2 separate regions of the Mus musculus genome follow, and region 2 is linked to region 1. A link is a contact called in public Hi-C data. All regions are on one chromosome and are shown on one strand. The core of a region is the stretch at or near the end of the contact, and the rest is flanking DNA. Distances in the headings are between cores, read along the strand shown.

Evidence for each region. Hi-C and Micro-C count contacts between places; a contact is called where the count stands out from the background.
Region 2: a Hi-C map of cortical neurons shows a contact between it and region 1, with 1.9 times the contacts expected there. A contact is called at or near these places in 2 of 484 Hi-C or Micro-C datasets (both in cortical neurons), 4 of 130 datasets of targeted methods (the NIH/3T3 cell line, craniofacial prominence, embryonic basal ganglia and 1 more) and 1 of 9 other capture datasets (pancreatic islet).

Annotation. Positions count from the first base shown.
Region 1 is chr19:26,729,498-26,734,255 of GRCm38.p6, reverse strand. The region is part of intron 27 of Smarca2 (SWI/SNF related, matrix associated, actin dependent regulator of chromatin, subfamily a, member 2); the gene reads right to left. Among named protein-coding and RNA genes, the nearest start is that of Gm46648, 92 kb to the left of the region's middle.
Region 2 is chr19:27,259,298-27,263,973 of GRCm38.p6, reverse strand. Gm35438 (a long non-coding RNA gene) reads left to right here. Exons shown (of 8, transcript XR_003952921.1): 3 at 1,596-1,745. Among named protein-coding and RNA genes, the nearest start is that of Vldlr, 45 kb to the right of the region's middle.

The DNA.
Region 1 (4,758 bases), core at 1,701-4,200:
CAGGAAGCAAGAGGGATTCTCCTTTTCTGGCCATTTAATTTGTGGATGCTGGCTACTGGGTACCAGACTCCTGATTCTTAGGCCTCTGGGGTCCAAGACTTTTGTCAACATGTTCCCACCCTGATGCTTGGGGTGTCAGGTTTGGACTAAAGCCACATCCCTGGCTTCCCTGTGTCCTGGCCGACAGCCAGCACCTCCCAGGAGTCTCAGGTCCCAGAATGACAAGCCCGTGCCTATAATCAGCGGCTTTCCCAGTCCTGGCCCTGCTTGCCTTTGGAGACCCCAAGCAAGGGCTCACAAACAGTACATGTGTATTTTGCATGGTTCTGTGGGCTAGAAGTCCCAGAACTGGCTGGAATACAGGCAGGTTCTGGTTCTTCTGCCCTTTTCTGCCAACACTGCTTGCCCTCCTCACACTGGAGAAAAGCCTTTCAAAGACCACATGGGTAGCAGCAGGCCTGGGCTCGCACTCCATGGCTGCCAGCCCTTACATTCTTTCTGTAAGCACGGGCTAAAGTGAAAACTGAAGTCAAGATCATCATTGGCTGAGTGAGGGTAAGCTGGCAAGCTGCTCAGTGAGAACTAGCCAGAGCTAGTTAACTGTTGGGTGAACTTCGGTTGGCTTGAGTGGAAGATGCCCGTGGCCAGAAGCTGTGACATTGTCAGTAAGTAGGCATGCCCTCCTGGTTAAGCTCCCCACCCTAAGCTTTCTCCCCGTTAACCCAAACCTTCTCTTCAGGACACACAACAGAACTATTTTCTTCTCCTACTTCCCATTTGGGATTTCTCAGAAACTGTTGAGTCTTTTTTTTTCTTAAAAGTCTATTCTCCCATTTTAGGATCCTGGTTCTTGTGTGAGATACATTCAAACACAGACTCCCTCCTTGTGGAACATTTTATAAAATAAAATTAAATTAAATTACAAAACAAAACAAAGAAAGCTCCTAGAAGTTCAAAGGCTACCAGGTCATGAGGCGGAGTTGACCCCCTGCTGACCCCAAGGCTTGGGCTCTCTGCCACTAAGCCTTAGCTTGCAGAGAAAGTGGCCTTATGTAGTGGCTTTCTCATTCCACCCAGAGAAAATGGAGTCACCGTGCCCTGATTGATTCTCCCCAAACAGTGCATGCCCCAACCCTTACCAACAATAAAGACTATTTATTGGGTTGTTTGTTTTTTTTTGTTTTGTTTTGTTTTGTTTTGTTTTGTGAGACAGAGTCTTTCTATATTGCCTTGACTGGCTTGGAACCTGCTAGATAGACCAGGCTGGCACCGAACTTGGCCATCTGCCTGACTCTAACATTCATCTTCTGTCAACTTGCCTTATTGCTTTTTAAAAAAAATATATATATATCTAAATAAATACACAGGATTAAACACCAAATCTTGATTTGGAAAAAAAAAAAAAAAAGACATCTCCAAACTTTTTTTCTTTCCCCATAGAAACAAATTAATTCCCCCCTCCCCCCAACTTCTTCTCAAGAGAATATGAACGTGCTGCTTCTTTGTATGTGTAAGGCCAGGGCAATTCTCCACAGTTCTTTTTGATGACTGAGTTTGATTTGAGAGCTAAATCCTGATTTCTTTCTTTCTTTCTTTCTTGTTTTTTTTTTTTTCGAGACAGGGTTTCTCTATGTAGCCCTGGCTGTCCTGGAACTCACTTTGTAGACCAGGCTGGCCTCGAACTCAGAAATCCGCCTGCCTCTGCCTCCCGAGTGCTGGGATTAAAGGCGTGCACCACTATGCCCAGCTTAAATCCTGATTTCTAACAATAAAATTCAAGACCAGAAATTCTAGCCATTAAGAGGTTTTTTTTTTTGTTGTTTTGTTTTTTTGTTTTTTTTTTTGTTTTTTTGTTTGTTTGTTTGTTTGTTTAAAAAAAAAGAAAGAAAGAAGAGAAAAGAAGAAAGAAGAAAAGCAATCATTTGCCCCAAGTCTGTCCGGCCTCTCAACCTTTACTGTTTATTTCTGCCAGCCCTCTGAGGACTATTCCTTCTGTTAAATTTACCCTGCTGAATTCTAACAAAAGGGGAACATACTGGGGTTAAATGGCTGTTATAGATATCTGGCCAGTGCATATAAAATAAAAGCTGTTGGAAGTTATTAAAATTCCTTTACTTCTGTCAAATATTCCCTCCCCCCAACCCCCCCACCCCCGCCCAGTAATTCACAGCTCTTAACGCCATTAATTAGTTCAGTCCTTCCACCCAAAGATGGAATGTGGTGAAACCTACATCTATTTTCTAGGGCCTTAGCTCTCCCTTGTGTATAAAAACGGAAATGCAGCTTGCTAGAAAATTCTGCCCCGGTAAATCAGATGACCTCATTTTAAAACCCAAATGCCATTAAAAAAAGTAAAAGGTCAATTGTTTTAAGTCTTGTAGTCTTTAAACAAAATTAAGGAGATTATTTAAGGTAACAAACAGAACATAAAATATAAAAATATAAAAAGTTCTAGGCATGTTATGCTGTAGATGAAGTCGCCAAGAAATCCTACCAGAATGAAATAAATTATTTTTAGAGAAAATTACATTTCCCAGAATCACAGATGTTCTCAGCCAAAACAGAGCTAAGAGATCCCAGCCTGTCTCTGATCTGGGGTGGATCAGACTTCGTCCAACCCAAACAGAGATGTTACCATGTTTCAAACCCTCCCAAAGGGTCTACAGCCTACCTCTTCATACACGTGAGATATTATTGTTTCTAATGTATTTCAGCAGAATTCCAAATATGCTATTTGAAACTCCAACCTCTTGGGTTTTTCTTGGGTATATGTATGTGTGTGTGTGTGTGTGTGTGTGTGTGTGTGTGTTTCTGGTACTTTATGAACACAATCTTCAGGGAGCTGTCTGCCTTCTATACTCTAGAGTTTGGCACCTTGGCTGCCTGCACTGAGTGGCCAAGTACAGAGATCCATCCTGTCTGGATGTGCATGCTGGCATGACAACACCTTCAAAATGCCAAAGTAAATTCCACGGTTTACGGTTTACCAATCATCCCGCCCCGCTGTTATCAATCTGAAGTGTTTTGCACTTCCTTTCATTTAGATCAGGCTTTGTGAAAAGAAAACTCCCAATGTCCTCCTCATGGAAAGCAGATGTGATCATGGGGACCCCAAAGATCCTCTAGAAATGCATACTCACATCTGGTAGCAGATTTATGGGGAGAAAGGAAAAAATATGGATGTTCTGTCTTTGCTCCTGAGAGGCTCATTTTTGAAATCTTATGGCCTCTGACAATACCTGTCTTATCGACTCGCCTCATCTCCATCACATCATAAAGATATTGGGGTCCAACTAGACAGGGCATCATTCCAAAAAAGAAAAAGAAAAAGAAAGAGAAAGAGAAAAAGAAAAAAGAAAAAAAAAAGAAAAAGCATTTTCCTTCAACGCCAGGAGCCTCTGTAGTCACCTTTAATCACACAGTGTTCAAAGAGCACACAGCGGACATGTGAGGTCCTATGGAAGCTCATGATAGTAAACAAGTTAAGTGGGACTTTTCAAAACCACGTTTTCAAGACATCAGATCCGCCACGTGACAAAGGCCTGCTCTCCAAAATCCGTTGTCTCCGCCCAGCTGTAATTACACATTAGACAGAGCACACAATCTACATCGTGTTCTAATTATCTCCAAGTGCTGGGGGGCAAAATCACTCCACTCTGCAATTAAACAAATTCCAGGTTATCGCTAAGCATTTTAAGGAAGAGAAGCATTCTGAAGTTGGCAGAGAGACCAAAGGAGCAGAGCAGAGCCCTCCAGAAAATCACCAGTCAGCTTAGCCTCTAGCTTTGCAGTAACCCCAGTTTGTCAAAGTCCCAGTCCTCAAGAACAACACCAGCATTGCGATGCTAGAAACATCTCAGGTAGAACACACATGACTGAAATCAAATGAAAAGCTCTGGCCCTACCCATGCTCTCTCATCACAACTCTGCCAATACTAGTAGACGGAATGCCTGCTCTCAAACACAAGCTACAGTATGCTTTTTAAAGGAAGTTAGCAAGACACCAATTATATCAGGAGCACAAACTGATGCATACAAGTTTAATGTTTAGCATGACACTGTTAACACCTTGGGTATAACCCCGCAGAAGCTACCAACTACTCACTGTAGAAGAATATTTTTAAGTCATGTTAACACGCTTTTCTGCACCTTCTAGATTGACTATCCCCGGTGCAAAAACAAGAACCGTTGTCTTAATAAAAAATGAGGATAAGGGAAGTTCACAGAGACAAAGAATGCCTTTGCTTTCTAAACCGGTATGAGTAGTATGAGCCCATCAGCAGACAGAATGTTAGCCAGGCTTCTTCAGGAGGCAGAAGCTGTTAGCCATTAGAGGAGGTGGGCATTTTCGAGAACTGTGAAACAGCCGAGTATGAGCCTCTGGTTTTTTAAAAGACATGCCTTCAAAGGGGGCATTATTTTCTTCTTCTTCTCTTCTTCTTCTTCTTCTTCTTCTTCTTCTTCTTCTTCTTCTTCTTCTTCTTCCTCTTCCTCTTCCTCTTCCTCCTCCTCCTCCTCCTCCTCTTCTTCTTCTCTTCTTCTTCTTCTTCTTCCTCTTCCTCTTCCTCCTCCTCTTCCTCCTCCTCCTCCTCCTCTTCTTCTTCTCTTCTTCTTCTTCTTCTTCTTCTTCTTCTTCTTCTTCCTCTTCCTCTTCCTCCTCCTCTTCTTCCTCCTCCTCCTCCTCTTCTTCTTCTCCTTCTTCTTCTTCTTCTTCTTCTTCTTCTTCTTCTTCTTCTTCTTCTTCTTCTCCTCCTCCTC
Region 2 (4,676 bases), core at 1,899-4,398, 530 kb before region 1:
TCACATTATTGTGTATGTGCGATGCTTAGCATAGTGCAAAATTCAGACAGGCATAAACTAGTTAATTCATAGGCCCTCCCACCTTCTCCCCAATGACTGTATTCTCTCCCCATCCCTACACCATCTCATCTTTCCCATCATTCTTTTCTACTTGCAAATATTTGGTCCTCTGATCCAAAAGTGCCTCAGTGATAGATGATGTCCTCCCTGGCTGGCTCAGGGAGTGGATACCACGGAGATAACGGTCTGTGAACCAGGTATGTATTTGGAAAGCTGTGCAGATGTTTAAACTGAAGCCAGAGTCCAGTCTTTATGCCTGTGGTATTGCCCATGCAGCCCACACATCCCCCTCTGTCACGGTAGAGTTAGAGCCATTAGGTTTCTTAGAATGTCAGTTTTATTTTCCTTATGCCAAAGCATAAAGCAGCCCCCTCTCTTCTGTTTGCACCTGGCTTTCTTTTTTAAAGTTACTATTTTTAGAGCAGGCAATTTAAAAGTCAAAAGGTTCCACAATGATACAATGAAACCCAGCATTTACTTTCTTACTCATGCCTCTTCCCAAATGTATCTACACAGAGACAAGTATCATTAACTCTTACTGATTTTATTGCTAATAGTCTATCACACTCCATTTTCCAAATTATATAATTTTACTGTTTTGCCTTATTTTTTATTTGGTTAGATACCATCGATTGACTTATTACAATTAAATATGAGAATTTTCTCAAATTTTGTTCCCAGAGATCTGACATGTTCTTTTGGTCTCCATAGAGACCGAAAAACTAATGATACACACACACACACACACACACACACACACACACACACACACACACACACACACACGCACACACACACATACACACACAGACATTCATGTCCATTTATACACATATACAAACTCACATACAAACACATACATACAAATAGATAGGATAGATAGATAGATAGATAGATAGATTGATTGATTGATTTTGAAAAACAGATTAATGGACAATGTTGATTCCTAGCTTGCTCATCCTACTATCTATGAAAAGTCTCTGGTTTGTCTCTTTAAGATTGTATAGCTGATGATTCCTGTCAAGATTAGAGAATGATCTGTGTTATGAAAGACATCTAAAAGGTTTTCAATTTGCTGTGTGGATGAGAGTAGGTCTATATATTCCTTTACAATTCAGTATTTAAGAGAATTGGAACAAAACAGAAGCCAACAGTAGAACATAGTCCTGGTTCAGTCCTGCCCTGATGTTTGGGTGATAAAAGGATTATTTAGACAAATCTGTTACCGAGGAAAATGTTCATAATGTGAGAGAGATAATCAAGCGTTCATGTGTTTAAATGTGTATAATAATATTTTTTAAAAGAAAACTGCAAAATTGTTGTCATTATTAAATACTTTGAATTATAAGACAAAAACTGTGCTAACGAGATAAATGGCTCTTTAAATGTAAAACTAAAGAGGTGTCTTTTCAAAAAGCTTTCTCATTTGATGAAGTATAAGGAGACCACATTCTCGGTTGCATTGGCTTTCTTCCTATCTCTTGTCAGTGGTGTGACTCATAGACACTTTTGCCTTGACTCTTTGGCCAAAATAGGAGGTGAAATACAGTCTGAGCTCTGTGGCACCAAGTGACCCAACAACCCAAGGCCACTCTGTGTGGTGCAGACTAGAGACACATAAGGGGCCTGAGTCCAGGAGGTGGTTAGCATGAAGAGCGAGTGTGAACGAGCCACAGGCATCCTTGGTAAGCATTAAACTTTCATTGTATTGAGGGTCTTAGAAAAAAGAAATGTCAAGCACATGGCAGTAATTTTGAAAAATGTCATGTTGGCCCTTAAGATTGTATGTTCTCCCTGTCATTCTCTCTCCTTCCTGCTCTTTACCATTTTAATGAAGTTTCCTTACAATCTTGGATTTCAAAGGGCTTTTACTTAGTTGTCAGTTGACTTTTACAGAAAGCCTTCTCTAAGCTCTTCCTTACTCAATCCATTGACATGCCGTATTAGATTGCTTAATATTTAGCATTCCTGGACTAGCTTGGGAATTATGATTTGGTCATGGCAGATTATGTACTCTATACATTTGAATTTGATTTGCCAGCATGTTCTTTGGGAATTCTTTTCATTTGCCTTCATAAATGATGATAACCTATAAATTCGTGTAAGCAAGGATATGGATGCAAGCAATATATCAGTGTTAGAAGCAGGACAAGATTATTTCCACTCTAAGTAAAATATAGTAGGTAATCCATATTTATAATAAGAGACTGCATTGTTTATTTCTTAATAACTCATTAAATAAGTAGAGATGTATACCTGAAGAATTTTTATGTCTTTGATCATGGGGTGCATTGGCCTATTTTCTTATAATATTTCATCTAATTTTGTATCAAAATACCGTTTGCATCTTGAAATAATTTGAGAAATATCCTATAGCTTTCAATTTTCTGGAAGATATTAGGTAAGCACCATGCTACTGTTTTCTTAAGTATTTGTTGGGGATGGCTTTGAACCCCAGTCTCATGTGCAGACCCATGGTGTAAAAAACGATGGTGTCTACACAATTTGCTCAAGAAACTGAATCTAGCACTTGTAGGTAGGGAGAGAGCCTAGACACTGAAGAAAACATATTCTAATTGCCAATGTTGCTGAAGATAAAGCTTTTGGCTAACTTCGGAAGGCTTGGGGAGATCTGTTAACATAGGAGGGAACGTGACTCTCTCTGATGGAAACTGAAAGGAATGTTTTCTTCCTGGGAAGGCTATAAGAAGGCTGTCACCATGGACACTGAGGAGTGGCACCTCCTGCTTGGAGCTTCTCGTGAAGCTGAACAAATCTAGCCTGGCTTCACGCGTGCTCTATGAAGTACCAAGAATGAAATCAGGCCAGAACATTTTTAAAGAAGTCGGATTTTTCAAGGACTATCTTGGATTTCCTTTTCTTTGTATGTTTAAACAACCGTAGATGTTGAGAAATCCAAAGGACCTACTCATAACACCACTCTGCAAAGTTGCCAGCTGCCTACAACTCTGAAGATTTGTCCTATGATCAAGTACAATCTGGACTTGGTCTTCTGTTCTAGACATGGTGTTCAGGGAAATTCCTTCCACAGTGTTCATTGTATTGAAGGGAATAATACAGCAATATGTGATTGATTGCTACGGCTGCTCTCACCAAGTTGCCCTGCATTGCATCAGCTGCCAGCATAGGACAGGGCCAAATAAAAAGCTTAGTAAGGCCAATTGTAAGAATAGTGACGTGGGCTTATTTGAAGATCAAAACTACAGCATCCTGTAAATCTGTAATTGCTCTTGAAATTATCTCCTAAGATACAAGTTTTCTAAGAGTATCTTTTATGATTTTCTTCTGCCCTTTGAGTCCAACAAAACCTGTGTGTTAGTAAAGAACACATTCCTTGCTAATGCTAAGAACTGTTGCCAGGAGAAAGCCATAGTCAACATCTCTAGAAGACTTATTGGATTACAGAATAGGGCTCACTGGCACCCGTGTGAAAGTCTTGGCTTTGACAGTGTGGGTGGCGTTATTTTAACCACAGAACACCCTGCACTGTGATTCTTATTGTAAACCAAAGGTCTGTGGCATCAAACTTCAGTACGGTCTCTATTTGGGATGTGAGCCTGCCAAATGTGCACATGGCAAATGTGTTTTATTCAAACAGCTCTGGGGGGAAAGAGAGCTCACATTTGGATAGTGCGCATCTGTTTTCCCATCTGGTTCTCATAACAACTGTGTGCAGTGACTGAGTCAGAGTTTATCATTGGCTTGTTTGAAGGTGGAGAAATGGAGAGTCAGTAAGTGAAAGGAATTTACCAGAATTGTAAGGCAAGTAGGAAGCAGCTAAGATCAAAACTCGCAGCTTTCAGCCCAGACTCTCATGGTAGTACCAGTGTGGTAATTTCTTCACAATGAAAACAGACATTATAGTTAAGGGTTCAGTTTGAAAGATCAAAATAGACCCCAACCCCCCCCAAGCCACAGTGAAAGCCAACATTTCACTGCTGGAGCTAGATTTGTTAATTTCTCTCACCAGCCAGAGGGGTCTGGGTGGGTTTCCTGTAGCAGGGATGTGTCCCCTCCTGTGGAGTGGTCCTCAAATCCAATCAGAAGGCAGTTAGTGACCTTTCCCCCAACCCCGCCTGCAAAGCACTCATACCACCAATTGCACGGTAGGCATATCTTGCTGGTAGGTTAATGCTATTGCACAAAAGCTTCAAAGCTGAGTAAGACTGTGAAGGTTCTCCTCCAGCATTCTGCACAGCACCTTCTGGTTCTATGGACAATGATCGCCACGGAGGATGCTTAACAGCTCAGCTCCACCCTAATTTCTGTGTCCTTTAATGAAAATATGTTGTTTTGTCAATGTAGAATTGGAGGTTTTGTGAAATTTTCAATTGTTACACCTATATACAGGACCCCCCACAGTATGCGTCACAAAAGATACTGATTCTGTGGTTGGCTCTATCCATTTTGGTGCCATCTCAGGACTTATACATTGTATCTTAGGAGTACAGAAACACTAAAAGAAAAAATGGAGGTATTGAGATGGATGAGTCCCAACTCATATATTCATTCTAGCCTGAGGCGTGCACATCCTTAGACTTCATAGGGAGACAGCAGGAGATCCCAAGTCACTGACATTAAATGTGAGAATTTGT